Regions from separate parts of the Macaca mulatta genome. Here region 1 is linked to region 2. A link is a contact called in public Hi-C data. All regions are on one chromosome and are shown on one strand. The core of a region is the stretch at or near the end of the contact, and the rest is flanking DNA. Distances in the headings are between cores, read along the strand shown. Region 1 holds the start of ABT1 (activator of basal transcription 1). Region 2 holds the start of ZNF322 (zinc finger protein 322).

The links. Hi-C and Micro-C count contacts between places; a contact is called where the count stands out from the background.
Region 1: a contact with region 2 is called in a Hi-C map of blood, with 4 times the contacts expected there. The contact joins the promoter of ABT1 here to the promoter of ZNF322 in region 2. A contact is called at or near these places in 2 of 14 Hi-C or Micro-C datasets (blood and liver).

Annotation. Positions count from the first base shown.
Region 1 is chr4:156,469,018-156,473,621 of T2T-MMU8v2.0, forward strand. ABT1 (activator of basal transcription 1) reads right to left here and starts at 2,210. Exons shown (of 3, transcript XM_001092231.5): 1 at 1,963-2,210; 2 at 1,083-1,279; 3 at 37-929. The coding sequence starts at 2,203. The coding sequence ends at 549. It overlaps TRNAY-GUA (transfer RNA tyrosine (anticodon GUA)), which reads right to left and starts at 3,969; the gene lies at 3,881-3,969.
Region 2 is chr4:156,410,247-156,414,963 of T2T-MMU8v2.0, forward strand. ZNF322 (zinc finger protein 322) reads left to right here and starts at 1,885. Exons shown (of 4, transcript NM_001265932.1): 1 at 1,885-2,169; 2 at 2,970-3,058.

The DNA of each region.
Region 1 (4,604 bases), core at 960-3,459, 59 kb after region 2:
CTGGAACTTGTCCAATGACCCTCCCCAACAAAAATAAAAAGGCATAAAAAATATTTTTATTTTCTATAAATACATTAGGAAATGTATTTCTTCCCAACTCAGTCCACGCCATTAACTGTCAATTTTTTCTACATAAAAAAGATGCTAATACCACCCTCACCTGTGACTGCTAAACAGAGAAAGATTGCCGGGATTATTGCAGGCATTATCCCCCTAGTTGGAAATAAAGGCCCGTTCCTGGGGGCAGAACGTGGGATTTTTAGGGGACCCTATAGACGTAGGCAGCCAAGAGTCAAACAAAACAAGCATATGCAATAGTCATAATCATGCTAGTATGACAGTATGAACTAGGTGACTCAGCCAGGCATATACAGGAGTTCGGAGTGAGGATAGTGGAAGCCCTCAAAACTTGCACGTTTGGGCCCTTAGCAGAGACACCTGGTCTGAGAAACACAGTAAAATGTTTGCCTGGATAGTCACGATCATTCTAGTATGAGGTAGACAGGAAGCAGAGCAGGGCTAGGAGCTGGAAGGGGCCACCCTGGCCCTCAGGAGTCCCTGACAAGGGAAGGTCCCTCCATGCTCTCTGAGGGTGGTGGGGCTCCAAAGATCCTGGCCAGGAGCCCTTTGTTGGAGCGGGCCTTGTCCTGGGCAGTCGCCAGGCGAGCCCGTTCACGACCCCCTGGCCGTGCTGCTTTCCGGGCCCTCAGTTCCTGCTCAGTAGGACGTTGCGCAAATGTCCAGGAGCCATCTGGGCGAGCAGGGTCCCCATCGGCCGCAAGAAAGCGTTGTCCCCGTTCCACACTTTGAAGATAGAAGTCGGTCTCACGCTTGGCCTGAGCAACCTCCGCTCTCAGGCGCTGCCTGCGCACCTGGCGCTCAAAGGCAAGGTGCTCACTGAGGTGGGACCAGGTGAAACGGTGCAAGTACTGTGGGCAGAAAATAAGAAAAGATCAGGATAGTGCAGATTAGGGAGAAAGATGAGACAGGGGACAAGACCAATGAGAAGCCATGGGTATACCTGGGCCAGAGCTGGGGAGAAGGGAGGGTGAGAGGTGTGGCAGAAAGATCTATCTCCTCACCTTGAGGTTCCAAAGATCATAACGGAAGGGGCTGCGCCTGCGGGCACCCATAGGCGTGTTGTGTAGACTGGCCGCCACGCGCTTGGCTATGCGCTTGTCACGGAACTCCACCCATCCCTCGGTGTAGTCCTTGCTGTAGGACCGCTTTTTTCCTCCCGCAGCTGCTGCTGCTTTCTTCTTGCGTCTCACGAACCGATCTGAGCGCCAAAGACAAAAAGACCCGTCAGGGACTATGCAGCACTCACTCAAAACCACTTCCCATTGCCCGCATCGTTCTTCACATCTGCCAGCGGGAGTTCCACCTGAGAGTTTTTGCCCAGGAGGGAGGGAACTGTAAATTGCACCCTTTCCTCTAGCTAACTCAATTATTTCCTTAATTGTCCACTCCTTAATCTGGCCGGCTTTGAACGCTATTTAACACCCGCGCAAGTCCCCAACCTCAATGTAAAATTGACGGTGGAAAGAGGAAGGGCGGTTGATCAGTTTCTTGACCTAGGCCGCGATGCTAAAGGGGTATGTTCAGTTTTGTAGAAAAGCTAACGAGGCTTTTACTCTGTTGTACTCATGTAACAAACCAGTAAACAGATCCGGAAAGAGAGGTGAGCAGGGCCGGGATAAAAACACGAATAGTAACAATCCGAGAACTAAAGAACCACCAGACGCACTGCGCTACCCACTCTCCCCATATCCCCTCCGCCCACCCACCCCAGCATCCTCACAGACTGATTCACCAGCCAGGAGCCGAGCACCGCACTCCCCACCCCCAAAATCCAACAACTCGTGCCTCAGTCTTGCGCAGCGAAGCAACAGGACATCCATGCTTGCACCCCGCCAGCGAGCGACAACCTCCTCCTTTCACCGTCAGGGTCTGCATACTTACCCTCAGCCTGAAAGAAGACGCGTCCGACCTCGCCATAGGCGCTGAGAAGGTTACGGACGTGCAGAGGACGGAAGCGCGGCGGGATATGGCCCAGGTACACAATACCTGGCACTACCCGCTTATTGCGGCCACAGGCCGCTGCTTCGGATTCCTCCTGCTCCTCCTCCGCGTCTAGTGTCTGTTCTGTCCCTTTCAGCGGCTCGTGCTCCGTTGCGGCCTTCTCCGATTCCTCTGCCTCCATGTTGACTGACATGAGCGGCACGACGGCCGTAAAGTGCCTTGCCTACTGACGCAAAACGTGTGCGACGGCCTGAGACGAGGGGGCGGGGCCAAGGCGGTGATGACAAATGAAAGGATATGATTGGCGATGCAGTCGGGTCAAGGGGAAGGCCGAGGGGAGAGGGCGGAAGTGGGGTGTCAGGTGGAAAGCCAGATTTAGAGCGTGGAAGCGGGATAGGAAGCTTGTTTTAGGTTCACAGATTCCCTGTTACATCTCCAACTCAGGACAGGCAGAACCAGAAAAGGCAGATCCCCAGATACAACCTACCCTATAGAACGCCGCTAAAGGCGGGTTGATGCCGGGTTTTTAGGGAATTTTGTAGAGCAGTTTTAGGGAAGTTTCTGTGTGTTCTAGCGATCAAAATAGCATTTTATTCGAGGGCCCTGGTTGCGATTCCAGCTGAGGAATGACTCACCTTTTAAAGTTTATACATTTCATTTAAAAGATTTGAGTTTTGAAGTTTTAATTATTTCTGGAAATTTACCTTGGAATTTTGAATATTTTAAAATTTAATTTTGAAAACGGTTAATTTTGGAAATTAGATTTAATTTTTGAAAATTTAAATTGCGAACTTTCAGTTTAATATTTTACATTTGATTTTGTGAATGTCTGAAAATTTAAATGTGTGACAATTATTTGAATAATTTGTTTGGCATCTATTACACATGTGTATTGATACATTATCCATATGCATACTTACGTTGCAAATACTTGTCAGAGGCGCACACGCCTCCAATTCTGGCGACCCCCCCGGCGGTGCGCTTAGTTCTGCCCTCCCTGGGTCTGTCCTCACAGATTCCCCATCAGATCACAAACCAATTTTCCTTCTATGACCTACGTAACCACAGAACGGACAAGGCCCCGGCGGTCCTGCTCCTACCAGGCGACCTGCGAACCATCCCTAAGCCAAGCCCATAGCCGTTTTCCCCGCGCGGGCTCGAGTCCTCAATCTCTTACCGTCGCCCGAGGGCGCGACCAGCAGGGGGCGCCGTCCCCACCCTTAAGGCGTTTCAGTTCTTGCGATCCGCGCCAGCGACAAGCTGACTGCAAAGGATATTGCTGGGAACCGAGTACAAATAATCCGATTAGCTTTCTGGAAGCAGCCCGGGGCAAGTTTGAGGACCATCAGTATAAATCCGCCCTTGCTGCGGCCTGACAAAATTTCCCATCTCGCTCCAAGAGCGCAGAGTAGCCCAGAGAATGGAAGCAGGGAGTAAATGTGTCCACTATTAAAATCAGAGATGACAGTTTTTGCCAGTCCCCAAGTATATTTCTAAAGTAACAGGGCCCACACTCTTTCATGGAGTGTCTAAAAGTCTAATAATAGATTCTTCGAATTCAAATACTCCTGTTTCATTAACTTTATTGAAGAGAACTTTCTGTCAGGTGTACACTGCTCCTTTTTTGAAGAGGGGAGGGATATAAAAATCCCGTTCCCCACATTCCTCATGATCCCTCCTCAACTTGGTGAAAATTGAGTCTCACTCGACTGTCCGTGAAGCAACCCTTGTTAGCAATTTTAAAGGTGGATTATTTTCCTTCTCTGAGCGTCTTACAAATTCATGTATAGCAAGCTGCACACTGCGTTCTTCAAGTTTCTTTATTTCAGGCCCAGGAGAGACCCTTTTAAAAGGGAACTCCTCCGAGCCGGACTCGAACCAGCGACCTAAGGATGACTATATTCAAACCCCTACAGTCCTCTGCTCTACCAGCTGAGCTATCGAAGGATGTTGTTGCATGTTATTTGGATACTTCAGAATTTACCTATTGCTTTTGACTATCCTGTATTCTTGTTCATTTTGAAAATATAGGGAAACGTGAGGAAAGTTTCGAGGATATTAGAAATGTTCCAAAATGTTCTAAAATGTTCTCATCTGAGTAGGGATAGTGACTATACAATTGTATGAACAATTCCCTTGAACATTTAAAATTTCACATAGGTCCAAAAAAAAAACCAGAAAAAAAAAAAAAAAACCCACGAGTATTCCGTGTACTGCTCCCTTAGATAGAGTAGATAGGACCATTGCCCTTATTGCACGTGTTGTCCAGCTGTCCTGTCCGCTTAGCACCTCCTTTCTCTTTAGGAAGTGAATAATAAAGACAAGTTTATCTTACACAACTGGGTTGAAAAGGGGGGACCTACCACCTTGAAGCGGAGTTACTGCCCAGTTCATTTTGGAAGCATTGAGATTCTCCTTTCTGAAGGGCAAGGAAAATTGCACAATTTGTATAATTTGTAATTTGTGTTCGAGACACAAAACATGAGACAAGAAGTGCGTTGTGTGTGTACTTATGTTTAGGAATTGAGCGGCTCATATGATATTGCACAATTGTAATGGGACAAATAAATGAAACACAACAC
Region 2 (4,717 bases), core at 635-3,134:
ATATCCTACAGTCTTTTCTGACTCTTTCTCAAAGTTCTTACAAAGTGATTCACTTCTATGCCCCCAGATTACCTTATATAACTTCTACCTCTACCACACCACTTAAAACCCTTGCCGTCTCCATAACAGACTGTGAGCCATTACAGGAATGGTACTGAGTCTCACTGGCCTTTAAATCTTTAAATTCCTAATACACAGCATAGTGTCCTGTTTTTTTGTTTTTTTTTTTTTTCAGACAGAGTTTCACTCTTGTTGCCCAGGCTGGAGTGCAGTAGCACGATCTTGGCTCACCGTAACCTTCACCTCCCAGGTTCTAGCGATTGTCCTGTCTCAGCTCCCGCGTAGCTGGGATTACAGGCATGCGCCACCACGCCTGGCTAATTTTGTATTTTTAGTAGAGACAGGGTTTCACCATGTTGGTCAGGCTGGTCTCAAACTCCCGACCTCAGGTGATCCACCCCCCTCAGCCTTCCAAAGTGCTGGGATTACAGGCGTGAGCCACCGCGCCCGGCCTATAGTGTCCTGTTAATTGGAGGTGTTCAATAAATGTTTAACTGAATAAAACAATGAATAAAAACAGTACTTTCGGCCAATGTCTCCTGAAAGAAAAGGTTGAACAGTTCAATTCTACACATATTCAGACCTTGTTATACGCAGTGCAGAGATCAGAATCCAACTTGCTTAATTTTTATTCCAATACTTTTCCACAATACACTCACCACTATTGAGGCAGCCATAAGTATAGTGATTGCAAGCACAGAATCTGGCATCAGGCTGTTCACATTACAGCTTTATCAGTTAGTAATATGTGATCCTGGGCAAGCTACTTAATCTCTCTGTGCACCAGTTTCCTCCTAAAAGAATACATATCTCACACAATTTTTGTTACAACTGAATGAGACAATAGTGTAAAGTTATAACAGTGTTTGATACATGCTACACACTTAAAATGTTATTATTTAAAATGTTAAGACCACCCTGAGTGGAACATTGGAAGTTTCATTAAAAATAAACATGAAAGTAGAATAAGCTGCAGCCCCTCTGCGGAAGAATTCCAATAGTAGGAACATGATTAGTTAATACTGAACACGTGCCCCAGAGGCTGCGCTCCTCAATTACTAAACCCCAGCAATCGGCTCACAATCCGAGTCCTTGGCCAGGCTGCCCAGGGTTTAGTTTTCCATATTCCTACTACTCACCTTTCCCCTTTGATAGCTGAGGACATTTAAAAACTGTTTGTTTGTTTGTTTTTAATTGAACAACTGAGCTGGGAGAATACCCAGTGTTCAAGCTAAAGAACTGTGAGTTCTGCTCCAGCCCACCACTAGGTGATTTACTCTTAGCTGATTCCAAATCAGAAACATAATCAGCAAGGACTGGGGAACCTCCCACAGTACTTTCTCTCGCTGCAGTTTTCTCCACCCACACAAGTCCACCACTTTTAAAAGCATTTCTTCCATCTCACTGGCCACATCTTCGTGGATGACAACGCTGCCACTGTGCTTCAGAATCCTCTATCTCTTCCAGATCTTTCCAGGTGCTTTTCTCAGGGTCAGTGGCATCTAATCTTTGTGACTCTACTCCTGGTTTGAGACCTCAGTTAACAGCCTTGGGAAAACTGTAACATAAACTGCAACGCTGTTGGTGCCGTTTCTTGTTAGACAAGGTGGCAGTGATTGCCTACCCCGACAGCCGACCTTCCACTGCGCGAGCAAGACCGCCTCCCACCAAAGCGCCGAGGGCTCCCAGAGCGCAGGCGCCCCGGGCCCCGCCCCTTTCCGAAGACTCGGCTCCTATTGGCCCAGGGGCCGGGGTTGAAACGCCCTAATAGCCGGACCAGGGTGATCATGTGACTTGCGGGGGTGGGGCTGCGCCGGCCTCTTCCCAGCCAGCTTGAAAGGGTTTGCGTAACCGGCCTTGTGGGCCCTTAAAGCGCTCTGTTAAAGCGCTCTGTAGGCGGCCTGGCCTCAACTCCCTTAGTCTAGGCGCACGAAGGGAGTTGCTCCTAGCTCTCGTCCGTCCCGGGTTCGCTTTTCTTTCCTTCCCGATGCCTGGCTCTTAGATCCACTACCGCAGAGTCTGCGGCTGCCAGGAAGCCCAGATTCGAGTGTCCGGAGAGTAACCGGAAGTGCTGTCCCCAGGCCTAGGGGCGGCGCCGGCGGCTGCAGGGTAAGCGCGGCCTGCGGGGCCCAGGGGTGGGAAGGGTGCGCGGCGGGACCCAAGACCCAGGGCCACAGTCGAGTGGGACCAGCCCCTGTTCCTGGACACTGAGCATGGTCTGGTCCCCCCTGACGGCGGACGGAGGACTGAAAGATGGTCAGTGAAAAGTTGAAAGAAGAGAACCTTAGTACGGTAGTTCCTAGAGATAATAATAGTAAACACGGCAAGGCACTTTTCAAAGCAATATATATCTTTCATATATATCGAGGAAAAAAAGGACGTTGAGTGGATTTTTCTCTTCATCTTCAGTGCAGGAATTAATTATGTTGCAGTTGAATCTATCTGCAGAAAAATCTGGTTTGTTTAATCTTCCTATAACCATTTTTTTTTTGAAAACGGAATTACATATAACTTTATATTATATACACTTATCGCGTGCACTTTGGGGTTTGTAGACGAATGGGTCTTTGATCTTAGAAGCTGAGATAATACATACAAAAACAATTAGCAGAAGGAGAAAAAACAAACGAAAAACGAGGCTTAGGGCTTTGTTACGAAGTTGCAGTTAGTAATTATTCAGAAAGACTCCTGACATTTTGTCTAGAGTTAGTCGGAACTGATGGCTACCCGTGGCAGGTACTTCCTGCAGGAGAAACAATGTAAGCAAAGATAGGAAGAGATAAGCTATGGTTGAAGGATGCTCACTAGAATGGAGAGGAAATCAGACCAGTTTTCTAGGCCAGCTCTAGAAAAATTATGAATTATAAATTTCACAAGGTCATCGTCTACATTATTTATTTTTCCTCTAGGAGAGGGAAGAATTGAGTGTTGTGAATAGTTCTGGACTAGAGACCTTTTGAAACCAAAAGGAAGATGGTCTAGAGTCTTTCTTGTTATGGTAAGTGGCATACCAGGCTCTGTTTCTGTATAAATGTGGATGGGGGCGTGGGGTGGGGCAGGGTGAAAGGAAAGTATGGGAGAAGATATATGGAAAAAGAGAATGGCCCTTTCTTAGCTCCTAAGATAGCAGAGTGATAAAACTGGGCTCTATCCTACCAACTTAAGGCTATTTTCTACTCCTTTTCAACATGCATGCATATACACATTAGGCTTGCAGTAATTGCTTTTTGATTGATTTGTAACACAAAGAGGGTAGTATGCCTAATGCTTAGGTAGGCTCTGGAGTCAGAAGATAGGTATTTAAATCCTGACTCTGCTACTTACTATTTGTAAATTGTTGGGTGATTATCTAACTGCCGTAAGCATCAGGTTTTCCATCTGTAAGATCCAAACATTGGTATTAATACCTATTTTATAGGATCCTTGGGAGGACTAAATGAGATAATCCATGTAATCAATGAAAAATAAATGAGAAATTTCCAAGCCTAAGGCCTATAAACACCATCTAGTTTTTAAATAATGCTTTACTAACTTTGTCTCTTGGTTCCATATACCCTTTAAGGATAACCATGAACTCTCAAGTTGTATGAATTAGCCTGTCTGCTTGGACTTTTGTTGTCTTCCAGTTTATTCCTTTCACTTCGACCCTAGGCATGAAAGAGTACTAGTCTCTTCCTAGGATGCGGCAAGAGAAGCATCCTAAAGGAGGGTACCCTGGAGCTAAGACTTGAAAGATGTATTTGAGCTTGCTAGATGAACCAGCCAGGGCTACTGGTCTAGTCTGTTATATTGCTACTGGGGGTCCAAGGATGATGATTGCCTTTTTGTTCTGGTATTTGTTCACACTTTTCATTTATTCAACAAATGTACTCTAGGTACTAGGGATATTACAGTAAGCAAAAGACTAAGTCCTAACCCTAATAGAAGTTATATTTTAGTAAAAAGACAAACAAATGAACAAATATAAAATGTGTACCACAAAGTTGAATGGTGATAAGTGCTATGGAGAGAAATAAAATGGGATAAAGCAACACAGGCTAAATTTTAAATAAGGTAGTCAGGGTGTGCTGCTTTTTGAGGAAGTAGTCTTCAGGCAGAGACTTGAGTCCAATAAATGAGTAAGCTGCATGGGAAAGAGCATTCTAGGCAGAAGGAACAGGTGCAAAAAGCTTGGAGGTGGCCTGTGAGGCTGAAGATACGCAGAGGTACCACATTATGTAGGGCAGTAAAAACTTTGGATTTTATTCTGAGTGTTATAGGAAACAGTATTTGAAATTAGGGAAGTGTCATGATCTGTTTTTTTTTTTTTTTTTTTTTTTTTTTGAGACGGATTCTTCGCTTTGTCACCCAGGCTAGAGTGCAGTGGCACGATCTCAGCTCACTGCAAGCTCCGCCTCCTGGGTTCACACCATTTTCCTGCCTCAGCCTCCCGAGTAGCTGGGACTTCAGGCACCTGCCACCATGCCCGGCTAATTTTTTGGTATTTTTTAGTGAAGAGTGGGTTTCATGGTGTTAGCCAGGTTGGTCTGGAACTCCTGACCTTGTGATCCACCCACCTCGGCCTCCCAAAGTGCTGGGATTACAGGCGTGAGCCACCGCGCCCTGCCTTATGATCTGTTTTGAGGTTTGGCACCCACACTTACTTTTTTAGGTGTTG